Linked DNA regions of Delphinus delphis: region 2 is linked to region 1. Evidence: chromatin contacts called from public Hi-C data. All regions are on one chromosome and are shown on one strand. Each heading gives the region's core, a stretch centred on a gene start, on an enhancer-like site or on the middle of the called end of the contact. The rest is flanking DNA. Distances are from core to core; before and after follow the strand shown.

Region 1 (4,115 bases), core at 493-2,992:
GCCGATGCCCTCGTCCACGGCCACGAGGTGCAGCGAGATGCCCAGGCGCGGGGCCAGCTCGCGCAGCACGTGCGCCAGCACAGTGGAGTCCTTGCCGCCCGAGGCGCCCACGGCCACCACGGCGCCGGGCGGCAGCAGGCGGCCCGCGACCACCGTGTGCAGCACCTCGGCCTCGAAGGCGGCGCAGAAGCAGGTGGTGCACAGCGCCTGGCCCGAGCGCGGACGGCGGAGGGCGGCTCGCGCCTTGTGGCAGGAGGCGCACTGCGGGGCGGGCATCGCGGGGTCCTGGCGAGGCAGGAGGGTTGGCTTCTCCTGGATGGGTGGAGAGGGGAGGCGGGTTACACGTGGATTCCGGATTAAGGGGTCGTTGCCTCCCGGCAGGCTGCCTAAATAATGCCCAGAGTAAGCCCATTGTCTGGAACAGTCTTCCCCCAGCGCTGTGCAGGCCTGGCACCTTCAAGTCTCAGTTTAAGCTTTCATTCATTTGTTCAACAAATATCCACTCAGTGCCTCCAAAGTGCCCAACATTGGTTAGGCACTGGGGACACAGCAGGGAGTAAAACAGGAAGGGTTGCAGGCACTAAGTTCTAGTGGAGGAGCCGACCCAAAATAGTTTTCAGATATAAATAGGTTACTCTCTGAGCTGAGACCAGAAGGAAGAGAAGGAGTTAGGCATTAGATCAAGGTGGTAAGAATTTTCCGGATAGAGTTAATACCAAATGCAAAGGACCTGAAAGGGCAGGTCCTGTCTGTGTTCTTTTGGGTGGAAGGTGTGTTGGTGGTTCAAGACTGGAGAGGGTCGGGGGCTTGGAGATTGGCAGGGTGAGGAGCTTGGACTTTATTCTGAGTGAAACAGGAACCGTTGGATGGTTTTAAGCTGTATAGTCACAGGATCTAATTTCTATTTTAACAGGATCCCTTGGGCTGCGTGTGAATAGAGGGGTGGAGAGTGGCAAGGACAGACGTGGGCAGACCGGTGAGGAGGCTCCTTCAGTGACCCAGGTAAGCGGCGGTGGTAGCTCGGAGCAGAGTGGAGACAGTGGCATTGGAGAGAAGTGGTCAGATTTTGGATCGCTTCCGGAGACGGAGTAGATGGGACTCTGCCAAGTCTTGGGGGATGGCAGTGGATGAAACAGACGACTCATGACAACTCCAACTTTTGTTTTGACTTGAGCACTTGTAAGGGTAGTGGGACCATTTAATAAAGAGGTGGTGGGGGTTAGGGAAGACTGGGGAAATACTGTAAGAGGAGTAAGTTTATGGCAAAGAATCTGGAATTTTTTTTGGGCATGGCAAGATTTGAGGTCCTTTGCTCTGCAAGTCTTACCAGAACTCTGGCCTGGGTCTGGCGCCTCCTCTGGGCTTCCACGGCCGTCGGACCCTCACCGAAGGCCAGCCCTGACCACTCTAAAGTTGTAATCAGGACAGAAGAGGGTGCGCTCGTACCGCACGCAGCTTGGGCGGTGGGAACAAGGAGTCAGACCCGGCCGGCAGAGTCCAAAGCGGGTCAGCAGGGACACCAGAGGCTTAGGGCACTCCCGCGTGGAGGGCCGGCGGTAGACCGGCTTTGGGGGGATCACGGAGGGGAGTGCCATCTCCCGAGGGATGCCTACCGAATGCGTGGGAGAGAAATATGGAGACCATCAACTCCTCCACAGCAGCACGACCAAGGGCCGAGATCGACCCGCCGCGGGAGGAGGCACTCACCTGAGTAGAGCCCGCGCCGGACGGTCCAGGCTCAGAGAAAACGCGGAAGCAGGTAAGATAACTACGACTCCCAGAAAGCTTTGGGTCAACCCGCGAATGACTCCCAGGTGCCCGTGCGGCGGTTCGGCCTGGAGCGCTTATGGCTCTCGGACAAGCTGGGCCTACAACTCCCGGCGATCCTCGCGGTGGTGTCTTTCGTTCCCGCCTACGGTTCCCAGAGTGCTCCATGCCAGTGCGGTTCGATTTCCGAGTGCGCCTGCGCAGGAGCTGGTGAGGCGTGTGATTTGGGTGCTGACCTGCGCTGCGCGCTGTGGTTTATTCCACAGATTTTCTGCTCTTGTGGGAGCATGGTAGAGTTTGTGGTGGGGGTGGAGAGGCGTCAGGGCGGGGTACGAAGGGGATAGGGGTGCGAAAGGGAGAGGTAGCGAGGGCGGTGGACCGGTTCCAAGGATCGGGGATACAGTTTGGGTTCTTGCGCGCGCCCCCGCTGACGTGAGAGCGGGTGTGCGCCCCGGCCGAGGACCGCCGTCGTGCGGGCTGGGGGCGTTATGCTTGCGCGGAGCCGAAAAGTAGTGGTTTGCGGTTCTCCACGCGGGTTCGGGGCATAAAGGCGGTGAGCAGACATGCGCGCACCTGGGTCAGGAGCCAGTGCTCACGCCTCCTGCCTGGTGGAGTTGAAGGCAGAGCTCGGGATGGAGGGCAGGTGAGACCCGTAAGACGGAGGGTTCCCCGGGGAACAAGTCCCCCCAAACCAAAAAACGGAGCACCTTCCCAAGAGTCTACCGGCGCCCTGATCCCCAGGTCCAAGCCCTCAGCCCCCTAATTGCCGCCTCTCCTGCATGTTATATTCTGAGATCCTTTTGTCTCTACTCCTGTGAAGCTCTTGAGAGAGTAGTGATGGGGGACATTTGGGTGTCTGAACCTAATGGTTGAATCCTGGTCATCGGGTTCACTCATTGTTCATCATTTCCTGAGGCTTTCTGTGTGCCAGGTCCTATTCTCTGGGACACAGGTGTCCCAGGCCTGGTTGGGGAGATAAGGATGGCACAGTTTGATGTGGAGGTTCCAGATGTCAGGGGCTGCAGGAGCCCAGAGCTCACAGGTGCTGCTAACCAGGGCATGGGGGCTGGGGGCACTTAATAAGGAGTTAGCCCGTGCCAGACACCGGTGCTCTGCACTTCCCTTGCACCATCTCAAGTTCCTCGTCTGTAAAATGGGGGTGATAATCATAGTACCTGTCTCACAGAGTGTGTGTGAAAATAAATGAGTTAACAGCAAAGTGTTTATTGACCAAGCCATAAACTTTTATAATATTCGTCCATTAAAGTCTCATAACCAGGCATGGCTGCCTTTTCCGGGGGGGCTAGGCCTAAGTTTTCTTTTAAAGCAAGCCGTGAGTTGGGAATTTCAAAATCTCAGGCAACCTACAGATAAGCTAAGGCAGTTCTCAGTTGGGTGTGAGTTTATCCCCAAGAGAACATTTGGCAATGTCTGGAGACATTTTTGATTGTCACGACGAGGGTGCAAGGGGAAGGGTGTGACTGGTATCAGGCAGGCAGAGGCCAGGGATGCTGGTAAGCATACTCTGCACAGGATGGCCTCCCACAGCGAAGAATCACCCGGGCCCCCAATAGCAGTCGTGCCGAGGCTGAGGGGCCCTGGCTTAAGTGGCATTCTGCTGTGCCTGGTTTTCTATCCCCAAATTAGTATACATTCAGGTGTTGCCGTGTTGGTTTTAGTCCCTCGCTATGAAAGTTTCTTTATTTAAGTATTTAAGCGGATCTCCACACCACTCACATATTGAGTGAGAAGTTAGTTTAAAAAAAAAAAAAGGTTCGTCTTAAACTGGGCTTCAGTGAAAAAAAAGAGGATGTGAAAGCCAGCCTGCCTGCGTCACTCCGTGTGCCACTTGCTTAGTTGTGTGACCTTGAGTAGGTGTCTTAACTTTTCTGGGCTTCCTCTGTTCAGGGGATAATAAGAGCAGCTGTTGGAGGAACTAGATGATTTCATATATGTAAAGCATTCAAGACAGGGCTTGGTGTTTAGCAAGAGCTGTGAAAAGAGTGGAGGGCGGTGTTCTGGTTCCTTATGTCACTCCCCTGGGGCAGCAGTTGTAACATGTTAACTTAGTTTCTGAGGGGAGAGACTGAGTTGGTGTCGAGGGCTTCTGGAGAGGGTGGATGACTGTCTGCAACTGCTTGTCAATTAGAGGGTGAAGATTGAGTCCCTCAGCCTGGTGTTTGTGACCTGGCCCCTGATGACTTTGCAGCCTCATCTCTCACCCCTGCACCTCTGGCAGGTCCCCACCTTTGCTGGAGAAATAACTTTTTCTGCCAGGTGTTTGCACATGCTCCCTCCCCTTCCTGAAGACCTTCAACCCTCACTCCTCGTCCCCCGCCACACTGATT
Region 2 (4,115 bases), core at 883-3,382, 310 kb after region 1:
GTATGATTTTATGTTGTTCTGTTTTATTTTTCTGGGCAATTACCTAGTCTTCTAAATTCAATTCTCACTTAAAAAAAAAATATATATATATATATATATTTAGTTAGTTAGTTGCACCAGGTCTTAGATGTGGCAGGCAGGCTCCTTAGTTGTGGCATGCAAACTCTAATTTGAGGCACGCATGTGGGATCTAGTTTCCTGACCAGGGATCAAACCCCGGCCCCCTGCATTGGGAGTGCAAAGTCTTAAACACTGCACCACCAGGGAAGTCCCCTCACTGTTTTTTTTTAAAAAAGAGGAAATGTGCTATATTTAATAAAACTTTCAAATGAGGTTGGGCATTTATTTTGCTTCCACTTTATCTTGAGTGAAAGTGCTTTTCTTTTCTTTTTTTTTTTGGCTGTGCCGCGCAGTATGTGGGATCTCAGTTCCTCGACCAGGGATCGAACCTGTGCCTCCTGCAGTGGAAGCCCAGAGTCTTAGCCTCTGGATCTCCAAGGGAAGTGCCCCAAAATGCTTTAAATTCACCACCTCTGGAGATTCATTTTACCAGTTCTTTCTAATTTGGCAACTGGAATAAACTTTCTAGAGCACAAACCACTCTTTGTAGGTGTTGTTAATTCAATTTGACTTCACATAAGCCCTTTAAGGCAGGTATTGCTATTATCATCCCCATTCTACAGATGAGCAAACTAAGACAGTGCATGTAAAGTGCTAAGCACACTGTCTAATAACCTCTGCTTGAAGTTTTTCCCGTGATGCCCTGGCTAGCAGTGATTGAGGCTCAGCTTCCAGAGCTCCTAACACCGACGTCAAGCTTTGTCACCTGTATTAACTATGACTCTCTCACCCCCACCAGGCAGCGGGCTAAGAGGACTGTGACTTCGCTTGTGTCACCAGAACCTAGCACAGGGCCAGCCTGGCACAAGGAGACCTCAGGAAATGACCATTCAACAGAAGAACCAACGAGCCAGTGATGACAAGAACTGGCCCATGATGACCCTTGATGGTGACTTCATGGAGGCCATCTTATCTTACACTAAGGCATCATGGCTCCCCTGTCATGAGGAAAGCATGGCCTCCACAGTGCCTGTCAAGCCACTCGTGACATCACTCACCACAGACCCGCACACCCTGGGGCTGTGCACCTCTGTCTTGGGATCCCTGAGGCTCTGGTCCCTTCATCGTGAGGACCTTTGAGCATCAGTTTTGGGGGATCTGGTTTGGGGACCCTGGGTCTCAGTTTCTGAGGCCCAGGATCTCTGGTCTTCTGCGTCTAAGAGATCTGAATCTTTGGTCTTCTTTGGCCCCCAGATTTCAGTTTTGAGGGCCTTGGGGGTGAACCCTCCAGGTCTCTGGGCTTTGGTTGGGGAGAGTTGTCTCTGGAGTCCTGGTTCTCTCGGCTGCTTGAAGTCTCAGGGGTCTGGGTCTCTGGGTCACTGGAACTCCGAGTCTCTATGACACGGGGCCTAGGGACTAGTGAGTTTCAGGGATCTGAGTCTTTGGAACCCTCAGTCTCAGAAGTCGGAGGCTCTAGGGCTGATGCACGCGCAGAGACGTCAGCTTACACACACACTGCTCCCTCTCCCCACCCTACGCGTCCACACGCACCATTACCACCCCTGCAGGCAATGCCTAGATCCATTCCGAACCCCCACCTTCAGGCTCTCTGCGCTGCGCATGCGCTGTCTCCTTTTACACCCACGACCAAACCCCGCACTCCCACCTTCAATTCCCACCCGCAACCCCACCTCAAAGGGTAAAAATAATATGCTCTATAATCCCTCTAAAAGCCTATAATAATCCCACTAAAGCAGATCATCCGAATACAGCCATTTCGCCTTTTAAGCGTCCTGCATGGTAACAGATTACTACCACAGCAAACAGTACACACCCCACGTCCCTTGTCCGTGCGCAGGCGCAGACGGAAACAAGGCAGTGCATTTTGGGAGTGGTAGGCAGAGCGAAACAAGGGGCAGCAGGGACTGCTGGGAGTTGAAGGCCGAGGGCCCAGTAACCACAGGCGCTTCAGGTGGAGCTGTTGCATGGGGTTCTGGGAGTCGTAGGCAAGACCGCCCCCAAGGCCTTGTGGTAGTCGTAGTCTCTGGAGCCACTTCCGCGCCGGAGTTCCGCGTGTTCGGCAGTTTGGACCATCCAGCACCGCGTTCTACTCAGGTATTTCCTCACCAGCTGGTCGGCTCGTGAGCGCCCGCTCTTTGTTGCGGTGCCGTGTGAGGGTTGAGGGTCTCTCTGGGGGTGAAGCCACTCGCCTTTGATTTCCCAACGCTTGTATCGCAGAGGCCTTCTGACCGGGATCCCCACTTTGGGCACTGCGGTCCGGCCTGTCTCTTGCTCGCCCATCCCCTCCCCCAGGCTGGAATTCGACCATTTCCCTGCCCCCGCTTCCAACTGGGTACGTCCGGGAGGTCCCTACTCTGTCCTGGAACCTCTGTTTTGATAGAATGATGTTACACACTCTCCGTCCTTCCGACAAAGCTGCGATTCGGAGGCATCCCTGGGGGTCTGGGTCTCGTCTTCCGGGCGCATTTATTATTCCCTCAGCCTACAGATCTTTCCTGAGCACCGACCCTGTGCCAAATCCCGTGCGAGGCAGGAGAAGTCAGTGGTGGCCGAAGCAGACCCTGTCCCTGCCGTTAGTGAGCTCATAGTACAACGGGGGAGACAGGCCTGTCACCACGAAGGATACCGTCATGATCCGGTTGGGGTGGGGGCATACATGGGGCTCTGCGAGCCCAAAGGAGGCGCCTGACCCATCCTGGGGTCTATAACGTCTTCGAGGGGGAGATGCATAACAGACACTTCAAATCTGACATGTCCAAATGGAATTCTGGTCAGCTCCCCTCTGACTAAATGGTCCCATCATCCTCCCAGGTGCTCAGGCCCAAACCTCCAACTCATCCTTTTCTCTTTCCTCATGACCACATCCTCCACCCCAATCCAAGTTCTGTGCAAGTCCCGTGGACCCTACCTTCAAAATAGATACAAAATCCCACCTCTTCTTGTCATCTCCACTGCCAGCACCCCAGTCCAGGCCACCATCATCTCACTGACTATTGCCATAGCCTCTTCCCTGGCCTCGCTGCCTCTGATCCTGCCTGCCACGGCCTGTTCCCCACACAGCAGCCAAAGGGAAACTTTTAAAACCCAAGTCAGATCGTATCCCTTCTTCACGCAAAACCCTCCCATGGCTCCCATCTCTCTCTGAATAAGATTAAAACTGTATCATGACTTATGAGCCTCTGACAGTCTGCACAGACTCATCGCCTGCCAGGGTCTTCCTCACTCAGGAGGTAGACCCCTAGGACCGAGTGACCATAGATTTAGGGGGAGAAGAGAGATGAGTCCAGGGTGACTTTATGTCTTGTCCTGGGGAGGAGCTGGAAGTGGCAGTCCTCTCAGGAGACAGGGAACAGCTGGGCAAGCACAGGTTTCTCCCTGTGGGGAGCAGGGTTGCTGGTCAGTTTGGGCGCCTAGGATCCCAGAGGACCAGCGGGGATCCTCAGGGGGGCATCTGGAGGACCAGCCCGATGGACGTCATTATTCAGAGTCACCCACAAGGAAAATGAGCTGGGCAGGACCTGAGAACCATAGAGAGCTCTCCAAACGAGACTGGAGGCTGAGCAGGAAGCAGACCAGGAGAGCGAGGGAGAATCAAGTCAAAGCCGGGGGTGGGATAGGGTGTGTGTGTGGGGGAAGATTTCAAGAGGGCGTTGCTCAGCTGTGACGGATGTGCCGAATGGTCATGGCCAATGGGTCCTGAGGGCTGCTTGCTGGGCCCAGTGACAAGGAAGAGTACTCTGGGCAGAGGGAAGAGCAGTGCTAACACTTTCCTGGGTAGGTGTTTCCTGGGGTGTTGGAGAGTAGAGGCCAGAGTGGCTGAAGGAGAGTGGAATGTGAGGTCAGAGAAAAAGGGAGCCTCATCAGACGTAAGCTTTTACGAAAGTGAGATGAGATGCATGGGAGAATGTAGAGGAGATACTGGGCAGGATCCCACTGGCTGTTTTGTGGAGAATTGTGTGTGTAGAGGAGGGGAGGGTGGGGCGGGGAGACCAAGGAGGAGCCTCCTGCAGTAAGAGCGACATGGCTCAGCTCAG

What was found. A called contact is a pair of places that touch in the nucleus more often than the background predicts.
Region 2: a Hi-C map of lung shows a contact between it and region 1, with 6 times the contacts expected there. The contact joins the promoter of LOC132416410 here to the promoter of CTU1 in region 1. A contact is called at or near these places in 2 of 3 Hi-C or Micro-C datasets (lung and muscle).

Annotation. Positions count from the first base shown.
Region 1 is chr20:5,994,783-5,998,897 of mDelDel1.2, forward strand. It overlaps CTU1 (cytosolic thiouridylase subunit 1), which reads right to left and starts at 1,743. Exons shown (of 3, transcript XM_059999775.1): 1 at 1,708-1,743; 2 at 1-312. The coding sequence starts at 276. It overlaps LOC132416462 (a long non-coding RNA gene), which reads left to right. Exons shown (of 3, transcript XR_009517599.1): 2 at 914-1,002; 3 at 1,659-1,761.
Region 2 is chr20:6,300,168-6,304,282 of mDelDel1.2, forward strand. It overlaps LOC132416410 (cytoplasmic tRNA 2-thiolation protein 1-like), which reads left to right and starts at 2,133. Exons shown (of 3, transcript XM_059999776.1): 1 at 2,133-2,175. All of the region lies in intron 1 of LOC132416453 (a long non-coding RNA gene), which reads right to left. It also overlaps the pseudogene LOC132416878.